2 separate regions of the Mus musculus genome follow, and region 1 is linked to region 2. The links are chromatin contacts, called in public Micro-C maps. All regions are on one chromosome and are shown on one strand. The core of a region is the stretch at or near the end of the contact, and the rest is flanking DNA. Distances in the headings are between cores, read along the strand shown.

What was found. A called contact is a pair of places that touch in the nucleus more often than the background predicts.
Region 1: a contact with region 2 is called in a Micro-C map of muscle stem cells, with 3 times the contacts expected there. The contact joins the enhancer-like site here to the promoter of Mta1 in region 2. A contact is called at or near these places in 4 of 39 promoter capture datasets (the 3T3-L1 cell line, embryonic stem cells and frontonasal cranial neural crest), 1 of 15 datasets of contacts at CTCF or cohesin (CD8 T cells), 9 of 484 Hi-C or Micro-C datasets (CD4 T cells, CD8 T cells, bone marrow-derived macrophages and 6 more), 7 of 115 datasets of contacts at active chromatin or transcription factors (the 230-238 cell line, CD8 T cells, the SCID.adh cell line and 2 more) and 3 of 9 other capture datasets (adipose tissue, liver and pancreatic islet).

The regions. Positions count from the first base shown.
Region 1 is chr12:113,056,241-113,061,046 of GRCm38.p6, forward strand. Pacs2 (phosphofurin acidic cluster sorting protein 2) reads left to right here. Exons shown (of 24, transcript NM_001081170.1): 9 at 570-727; 10 at 3,483-3,573; 11 at 3,843-3,920; 12 at 4,389-4,531. Among named protein-coding and RNA genes, the nearest start is that of Tex22, 16 kb to the right of the region's middle. Within about 2 kb of position 2,926, at least 8 of the 459 cell types and tissues checked have an H3K27ac peak or open chromatin away from gene starts, as enhancers often do. A contact at or near this core is called in CD8 T cells and muscle stem cells, where this site is marked.
Region 2 is chr12:113,094,990-113,100,127 of GRCm38.p6, forward strand. It overlaps Mta1 (metastasis associated 1), which reads left to right and starts at 3,289. Exons shown (of 21, transcript NM_001364622.1): 1 at 3,289-3,456. The coding sequence starts at 3,429.

The DNA.
Region 1 (4,806 bases), core at 1,676-4,175, 39 kb before region 2:
CCTCGTGTGCTGTCCAAGTTCGGCTATCTCTGTGTTTTACAAAGTGTGAACATTGTGTTCTAGACACATCCTTGCCAAGCTATTGAAGGGTAATCACACGATGATGTGACTTGAGGTCTCTGAGGTGACCCAGTTCCTAGATTAGAGGCGTGGACAGGTATTGGGAAATGGATGCTCAGTGAGTGGTGTCCCCACACAAGCGTGGGGACTTAGAAGTGGGTGCAGCTGTGCACATGTGTAACCACAGTGCTGGAGTAGGAGACAGGAGGATCGCTGGGGCTTGTCGTCCAGCGAGTGCGGCTGACAGCTCACTATGGTTCAGTGGGAGAAGTCTGTCTCAAACAGCAATGCAGAAAGAGGGAGATATTTGATATCAACTTCTGTCCTGTGACTACTCAGAGAGAGAGGAGGAGAGAGAGACGAAAAGCAAACAGTAGGATGTTTTGTCAAGTGAGCGTGTGTGGCACTGTTTGCCCTCCTGCTCGTGTTCCTGCACACCCCGCTTTGTGAGCCAAGTAGTGGCACAGGTCTCTGTGGGCTCTCATATATGTCAGCATCCATCGCTTTAGGTCTTGGATTCGGAGCAGGACCCTGCAGAACATGTTCCCGAGGTGGAGGAGGACCTGGATCTTCTCTATGACACGCTGGATGTGGAGAACCCCAGCGACAGTGGCCCTGACATGGATGACGATGACAGTGTCCTTAGCACCCCCAAGCCCAAGCTCAGGTAAGCTCTACCACGTTGAAACTGCCAAGTCTAATAAGCCTGAGCCTAGACAAGGATTCTGAGCTGCCTGATAGTCTTGTTCTAGAATGGTCTGAGTTGGTTTGGGCTGACCGTTTGTTATGACCCATGTTTCACCTTGGGGCACCACGTGCTTGGACAGCTCTCGAAGGGTAGACCAGGACATCCTGAGAGGAGGTAGGATGGAGTGAGTCCAAGTTTAGTGGGTAGACAGAGCCAGGTAGCTTTTCCCTGTGGCCAGAAACAAAGGATGCCTTTGTAGAAAGATAGGTGTGGAAGGGCATAACTACTGACCCATTGGAGCTAGGTCTGGCATCTTTCCACAGGCAGAGTATTTCTCGGGGTGAGTGGTAACCGTGCAAATGGAACACAGTGCTTGCGTGTCCATTAGGAACTAGAGACAAGCAGAGCCATCTGGAGGCAGGGAGGGAGGGAGCATCAGGGAAAGGGCTTGAGCTGGAAGGGGCTCTGTGAGGTCAGAGCTTGGTCCCTGCAGCAGACTGCAGAAGAATGAAGGGCCTAGACTGTCCCTCTCCATTCCCCCCTCCCCGCCAACAGCCCTGAGGTATACTAGAAACTAGAGGGCCCTACTGTCACAAGCAGCAGAGAGAAGCCCCATCCGGTGCTCCTCCTTGGTTTGGCTGGGAGGACAGATGGGCAAGCCTAGCCTAGGGCAGAAAGAGAAAAAGAAAACAGGCTAGTCTGCATACATGTACTGTGGCTATGTGGGGCCTAGAGAGGCTAAGCCCTCAGGACAGTGTGTAGACTTCAGTCTTGGTGTAGTTATTGAGGACAGAGAGACTCAGGATTTCAAAAAAATTAAAGATACTTGATTTTTAAGTTTTTAACCAGGACAGTACTGAGAAGCACACACAAGAAATTTGGATTTCTTGTGTCTTGCAGTTAATTAACCATAACTCTCAGTGATGACACTTTATTCATTACTGCTGGACTTGGTTTCTCATGCCTGTAGTCTCAGCATTTAGGAAACTTGGCATTGCAAAGCTTAAATAGCTGAGTTTAAGGGCAGTTTAGACTACAGAATAATGAGACATTGTTTCAGAAAACAAACTCTAACGCCTATTATGTTTCTGGTTCTGGGGTGGCATCCTCCGGCCTCAGCTTCTTTTCCTACCTGCGCCTTGCTGGGCTCAGTCAGGGGTTCACTGCTGGTTTGGGGGGTGTTCTCTAGGTCAAGCAAGCTCCTTGCTGGGCTCCTCTACCTCAGTCCCCCTGTCTCAGCACTGCACCTTCCTGCCTCATTTTAGGCTTGAGTGTGTCCTCTGCTGTAGTGTGACCTCTGCTGGGTCACCTTGGGCTCACCCACAGAGTCCAGATCCTTCCCATCATGAGCCCTATGACATTGTGTTGGCGTAATCCCTGGCCAGCTAATACCTGTAGTTCTGGAGCAATGTGTGATCACTGTGGCACCCTGATCCTAAGTAGTCACAAATGGCACCCCACATTTGCAGGTCTCTGCGTAGCCTTCTCACCCACATGGACCAGCAGAAATCCTGCCAGCTATTTTAACCTGAGTTCTATAACATCTCTTGGGTTTCTGCTGTCCTCATCTCCTCTTTCTTCACTCACACTTATTTGCTGAAGACAGGTACATTCATCCAGGTTGATCTGAGTGTCAGGAGTTACCCTGGCTGATCCAGAGTCATGTCTGTTCTGGATTAGTCTGAAATGGCTTTCTCAGGCTTGGTGTCGAGTCCCGTGTGTTGGTCTGGAGCAGTCTGAATGTGTCTTGGATGACTTAGTTGTTCTGGACCTGCCCATGATAACCTTGTGCTGTTGAAAATGTTCTTCTGTTTCCTGTAGTCTGGTTGTAGATCTCGGTTCTCAACTCGGGTATCAGTTAGGGTTTCATTGCTGCGAAGAGAGATACCGTGACCACAGCAAGTCTTATAAAAGGAAAACATTTCCTTGGGATTGGCTTAAAATCTCAGAGGTTTAGTCCATTATTGTCCCGGCAGGGAGCATGGCAGCACTGTGCTGGAGAAGGAGCTGAAAGTTCTGCAGGAGCCTGGGTCTGCATTGGGTGGAGCTTGAGCATAGGAGACCTCAAAACCTGTCCCCACAGTGACACACTTCCTCCAACAAGGCCACACTTCCTGATAGTGCCACTCCCTGTGGGCCAAGCATTCAAACACATGAGTTTATGAAGGCCACACCTTTTCAAACCACAAGGGGCATCCACTGCTGACAACCACTCACTGTGTGGTGTTGACTGCCTACCTGGGGTGAGCAACACAAGCAGATGGTGTTTTCTTCTTGTTTTAAATTACATTTTAATGTGGGAGGTGGCACGTGTGTGCCACAGCACAAGAATGAAGGTCAGAGGACAAATTGCTAGGATTACTTCTCCCCTCCCCACTGCGTGGGTCCCAAGGTTCAAACTCAAGTCTTAAGGGTTAGCAGCAGGCGCTTTTACTCACTGAGTCATCTCAGCAGCCCTGGGACACATTCTCTGCTGCTGACTTCATAGACAGTGCAGGAGCTATGCCACCTGGAGTTGTCACTGCAGAATCCTATCATAGTGTAACGTTCCCTCAGTAGCAGGCATTTAGTTACACAGTTCTTCCTCACTGTGTCTTTGGATGTTGCTCTCTTCTGTTGCTGAGGTCCATGCTGCTTGCCCTGCTGTGTGGGGGGTGGGGGGGGGCATTGAACCTCATTCTCAGTGTATAGGGAGGGATCTAGGGAATTAATATCTACTCCTTTCTTCATCCAGGCCTTACTTCGAAGGCCTGTCTCACTCCAGCTCACAGACAGAGATAGGGAGCATCCACAGTGCCCGGAGCCACAGGGAGCCTCCAAGCCCGGTGAGTAGGCCATTCTATGCAGTGTGAGACCCTTGGACCTGGCTGGCACCCTCATCCTTCCTCCCCATGAGTCCTGAATAGCTAGCCAGTGTGTACCTAGCTGAAGTATCCTGGGCTCAGGGTTCTGCCCAGTAGCAGGTGCATCTTCTAATGTAATCCTGAGCTCACAGTCTGTGAAATTCGCAGCTAGTCTCCCTGGGCTTCCTCCCATCCAGAAGTAGACATCCTGGTTCCACAGCATAAGCCAGTTCCTGTCTCTTCACCCCTAGGCTGATGTACCTGAGAAGACGCGATCCCTGGGAGGCAAGCAGCAGCTCAGCGACAGCGTCTCTGACACGGTGGCCCTTGTAAGCAGGCATGGGGGCAGGGGGACATTCATCCACCTGTCGTGTGCAGCTGATTCAGATGTACAGACCTGCACATGGGGTTTGTGTTCTCATACTCTGAAAACATGTATACCACCCCCAGGAGCCACCAGGCTGCCTGGTGATCCTTGTTCACTCTGTGGATATTGGCCAGGTATCTCAGGTGGAGGGCTGTGTCCTAGCCTTGCTATCAGACCCTGGCCCTCATGGAGTCTCTCTGATAAGGAGCAGGGTGGGTGGGGTTTCCAGCAGGTTTGGTGCTGATCATAGTTGGTCCAAGAGTTACTTGTAGGAGAGGAATACCTCTCCTCTCGCTTGTGACTGTGCCTTACGCAAGACCTGAGGTTAGAGGAATCCCAGAGCCTTTCCCCAAATCAGGGGCACACGGACGGGAGAGGCACGGTAAATGTTTCTGTATTTGGTGCTTATGGCTCTTTCTCAACCCATCAGAGTGCAGCAGTCCCCCGGGAACCATCAGGGCAACCTGAGGACAGCCCAGAGGCTGAGACCTCCACCTTAGATGTGTTCACCGAGAAGCTGCCTCCCAGTGGAAGAATCATCAAGACTGAGTCACTTGTCATCCCCTCCACCAGGTGTGGCCTTCGTGCTGAGGGACTCTTTGCACCTTTAGGGCAGGGTTGTGGGAAGCCACTTGGTCACTAGCAGCTCTGCCATCTGCTGGCTTACCACCCTAAAGGCCAAAGTGCCCAAGAGGCACCACTGCTTCCATGCCACTGAGGGCTCAGGTTGCTGGGGAGATTTCAGTGTCACCTCACAGGGTCTGTCAGGTGGGGATGGTGGCAGCTGTCGTGGGGCAGCGTAGTGTGCAACCTGCAGTGAACATACAGCTTACCACCCCAGCTGTTCT
Region 2 (5,138 bases), core at 2,039-4,538:
CAGCTCTCCATCCCCAGAAAACACAGTTTGTCTGGTAGGCTGAGGCCAGCTCCACTCCACAGCCCAGCTGAGACCATGAATGGATGAATGGTTTGTTTTGTTTTGTTTTGTTTTGTTTTGTTTTTGTGTGTGTGGGGGGGAGGATGGGATTAAGAGACAGTCTCTGTATCTCTTGCTGTCTGGCTCAGAACTCACTATGTCGACCAGCCTGACCTCGAGCTCACAGAGATCTGCCTGCCTAGCCCTGCCTCCCAGCCTGACCTCGAACTCACAGAGATCTGCCTGCCTAGCCCTGCCTCCCTCCCAGTGCTGAGATTTAAGGGAAGCCGCCACCACATCCAGTGCTTTGCTTTGCTTTTTGATCCTTGCCTGCAGTATTTTTTCTCAAGAGGGGTCTCAGAAGTCCTTGAAGTGCCACCACACGTGGGGCAGCCTCAGGTGACTTGTGTTACTCACGCTGCTGTGCTGCAGCATGGCACAGACCTCTCCTCTCATGCAGGCTCCAGGAAGATCTTCCTGCAGCTTAACTCTCAATGCTTTGGATTTCCTGCCCCTAGGACCGGCTGCCGTAGGTAGGTTGGGGCTCTCCTGTCCTTCACAGCATGGCAGCCATAGGCATGTCTTCAACAGATCACCCAGAGGCAAGACCCAAATCCCACAACACCAGAGAGACCTGAGACAAGATACGGCCCCAGGTACCCATCTCCGGACCTCGGCCCACCTGCCTGGGACCCTCCTATACTGCTTTCCCTGGCCTCCCGTGAGATAGCAGTGCTTTCCCATTGTTGTCTGTTTTTTATCGGCACATTGCCTTGAGACAGAGGTACTCAGAAAATAAGTTGAATGGGTTTCATTGACAGTTGTGTCTTCCTCAAATGACACGAAGCCTTTCTCCCCTTTTTAGTTCAACAATTTGCCTCTGAGGTGTGCTGTGACCCATAAGGTGTTCCCTTGGGCCCGGTCTTCCTCTCGGTTTGCTTTGTCACTGAGCGTCTGAGCTCTCCCTGTCCCCACATGGCTCGGATCCGGGAGGCAAACACTCCTGCGATGGAGTCTTCTATTGTGTTTTCTTCTCTGCTGGATTTTACCTGCCCTGCGCCTCCCTTGTGAGAGGTATTCCTATCGAGTTACTCTGTGTGGTCACCGTGCCACTTCCTACGCCAGCATTCTTTGCTGCACAGGCAGCTCTCCCGTCGGGCGGCTCTGCCACCGAGGAGTGCATTCATTTCTCTTCTTCCCTTTGGCTCTGAGATCTTGAATGCGCCTTGTTCCTGGACAAGACCTGAGCTGGGTGGGCAGTCTACCTTCTCTAGCCTGTACAGGGGGAGGCAGTGAGTTGAGCTGCCTTCTGAGGCACACGGCACTCTATTCTGAGGGAGCGTGTTCCGTTCTGGAGAGCATTGGCTTGCTTGGAATTCAGAAGCCCCCTTTAGAAGTCAGCCGTGACCACCTGTGCTTTGGTTGCCATCTTTCCCCAAGGAAGAAGAGGACTGAGGCCTGCAACTGGGGCTGGAGGGCTACCTCTGGGGCGGAGGCAAACTGAGGTGCTACAGACTATGTCAAGTCTATGCCCTCTGCCCTGACCACTGCCTAGATGTTATTTGGTTAGCTTTTTGTTTTGAGACTGGGTCTATGCAGCTCTGGTTGTCCTGGAATTCACTATGTAGACCAGAGTGATGTTTCTTCTCATTGCTCAGGGAGGTGGCCTAGGCCTTGAGACCCTTCCATGGGTCCAAGCGTCATGCAGATTTCTTGCCTAGTTATGTACAGTGCATTAGCCCTGAGCCCCCCCCCCCCACGCCTAACCCTCACCGTGGCCCACAATGCTTTCCTGAGCGCCATTTACTCCACTCCACAGAATGCACCTCAAAGAGGACGCCGACTTGGCGGCCATAGACTTCCACCGACAAAGTAACCCGCCGTGCTCAGACTCAACCAGAACTCCCAGTCAGCTCCTTTTCACTGCCCCAACTGTGGCAGGGACAGGAGTCCCATCAGGGACACAACCTTTTGTCCTCTGGCCTTGGGGTAATGTCTAAGAACTCCCTCTTCACAGACCTTAGATAAGCAAAGGCAAGCCCTTAGTCACAGATGCCACAAAGAGGCACCTTCCTCAGCACCGCAATGCCCCACGGCTTATGTGGTCTTGGCTTCAGCTTGGGCTTGTGGGAGGGAATCCAAGCGAGCAGGGAGGTACACGGAGGGAGGCCTGGCACTTCAGGAACAAGCATGACCGCCTTGTTCAAGGATAGTCATGATGTTCCTGGGTGACTGAAGAGGTTGGACAATGGGGGACACACTGAGGACCCCTACAAGAATTGGAAAGGATCCCTACACAGGGGTGCAGGGAAGGGCTCACATAGAAGGACCCAAGGCAACCTTGTGAGAAACTCCCAAGGAGCCAGTCCTAGGAGGGCTCACCTTGTCAGGTATGTGAGAGGTCTCTGGAGGTGACCTGGGGTTGCTGAAGACTAGGTGAGCATGGAGCTTGGCGGGGGTGGGGGGAGGGCAGGGAAAGGGTCACCAATGGGTGCTGAGGGCCAGGAGGGAATGGGCCTGGAGAGTGCTGGAGAGTGCCACTGGAGGATGCCCGAGTCATTTGGGAGGGGTCGTGGAGAGCCTCCCAGGTAAGCTGAAAGACCATGTAAGAGGGCCATCCAGGGATGTCGAGGACCACTGAGGGTTAAAGAAGGGCCACCCAGTGGGTGCCGAGGTCCAGGCGGGCGTGGGCCTGGAGAGTGCCACTGGAGGATGCCAAGTATCATTCCGGAGGGGTCGCAGGAGGGCCATCAATGATGTGGAGGGCCAGCCACTCTAGGCGGGTTGCAGGAGTGCGTCCCAGGGACGCAGGGTGTGGGCCTGCCGAGGAGGACCACCTGGGGATGCCAAGGGCCACTCCAGCAGTGGCTTCGAAGGACCTCCAAGGGATGAGCAGCTGACCCAGGGATGCCGAGGACCACTTTGGAGAGGATGCAGGAGGGCCACTCGGGATGCCAGGGCCACGAAAGCGTGGGGCTCCGGATGGCCACCCGGGGATGCTGAGAGCCAGGCAGGAGGGGTCGTGGGAGGGCGATCCGGGGATGCCGAGGACCAGGCGAGCTAAGGGCTCAGAAGGGCCACTCGGCCAGGGGCACGCGGGCCGGCGCGGCGCGGGGTCGGGTAACGGCCCGCGCGGTGGGCGGCGGCGCCCGAGGCCCCTCCCCGCCGCCCGCGGCCGCTCCTCCTCTTCCTCTCCCGCCCGCGCCGCGGCCCTCCCGTCCCTGCGCGGCCTCGGCGGCCTCGGAGGCGGCGGCGGCGGCGGCGGCGGAGCAGCGCGGTCCCTTTAAACCGCCCGCCGGCGCCCCCGCGCCCGCCCCCGCCCCGGCCCGCGCCCGGCCCGCCGCCCGCGCTCGCGCCCCGCGCCCCGCGGCCCCGCCGCCGGCCCGGACATGGCCGCCAACATGTACAGGGTCGGAGGTAAGGCCCCGCCACGGCCTTTATGCGCCGCGGGCCCACCGCCCGCGCCTCCCGGCCCCGCCGCGGCCTCCGCGCCTCCCCCACGCCGCCCTCGCGCGCGGCCCGCGCCCCTCCCCCCCGTCCCGCCCCCGTCGCGCTCGCGCCCCGCCCGCGAGGCTCGGTTCTGGTCTCCGGTGCTCGTCCCGGCCCAAAATGGCCCCTGGGCTGCCGGTGCCGGGGCGCGCGCGCGCGGGGCGCCGAGCGGCGCTGGGAGGGGGCTATGCCCACCTGTTGGGGACCGGGGGTGGCCCGCGGGACGCAGGCGGAGTAGCGGCGAGTGGCCAGGGTGGCCAGGGCATCCCGGGGGCCGGCGGGCCCGGCGGCGGGAGGCCTGGGCCTGGGTCCGGGCCGGAGCCCCTGAGCAGGAGCACGTGCCTCTGGAGCTCTGGCTGCGGTCCCGCGAGCAGGAGTTTCGGGGTCTGGGGGGCAAGCGGTCTCCTCAGGGGGCCGTGCAGGGCCCGCTAGGTGTGCAGGCACCGTGAGTCCTGTTGCAGGGGCCACGAGCCCGTCCCAGCCGAGGGCTTTCCTTAGCAGGGATTCCTGGGGGGGAGGGTTGGCTACAGCAGGGGGCCTACATCCCAAGTGCAGGTCTGAATCACCCCAAACTTTTCTCTGCCTTACTGCTCACCCCTGCCTAGCAAGGAGGCACTTTCCTGGCCTTTGGAAGGCCAGAGGTCCCTACTGACCTGGGGCCATGAGAGCCTGTCTGCCCGGGCTGGTCCCCCAGTTGTTGGGCCCTGGGAAGAAGCCCTTTGCCCAGTTTGTGTATGTGTGTGTGTGACCAGGATACTCCGGAATGGCCTTGCACACATCCAGGCCATGCTGACCCTTATAGTTATCCCATAGCCTTCTTCTGCTCTCTCTCTGGACTTGGAGACCCTCCTGGTCACAGCCTAAATGTGGATGAGTCTGCTGCTGTCCCCCACTAGCAAACTTGGGCTTTGCTGTGAGAGTGTGCTTGAGTGCAAGACCACCCCGAAACACCCATCAACCACTCCTACGGAAGACCCCGACCCCTGAGTGCCTAGGTCATTTCCTTCCATCTCACACCAGCGGGACCCAGCCAGCTCAGTTCTGTGGCTTGGGGCACAGGGGTGCAGCTATCTCCACACGGATGGCTCATCCTCCCACAGCAGGCCTCCCACAGCAGGGGCCTCTCAGGGAATCCCTGATCTCACACCTTTGCTCTCTGCCAGGACCTGCCACAGGTCATACAGCCTGGGGTCATATGAGGAGGGGCTGGTCTGTGAGGATTCAGCCTTGCCAGCCCCAGAGGGAGTGGGCCAGGTCACTGGATGCTATAGGCTTACTGGCCTGCTTTCCAGGGCAGAGGCTAGCTCCTGGCTCCCCAGGGGGCCCCCTTCCAGGTGTTGCCCCTTATTCTGCCCAGTGAACCATTTTTGCAAGGATCCCCCTTCCTGTTCACCATGGTTCCTGCTGATATGGCTGCTGCTTCCTCGGGTTCTACCTCTAGTTCCCTCATTTCAGAGGTTCTCCTTTGCCCGTGAAAGGCTCCCATTATCCTGGTCCCTGACCCTGCTCTCTATCTGGACTTGGAGCCCCTCCTCCTGGTCACAGACTAAATGTGGATGAATCTCTTCCCCCACTAGCAAAACTGGGCTCTGCTGAGAGTGTGCTGGAGT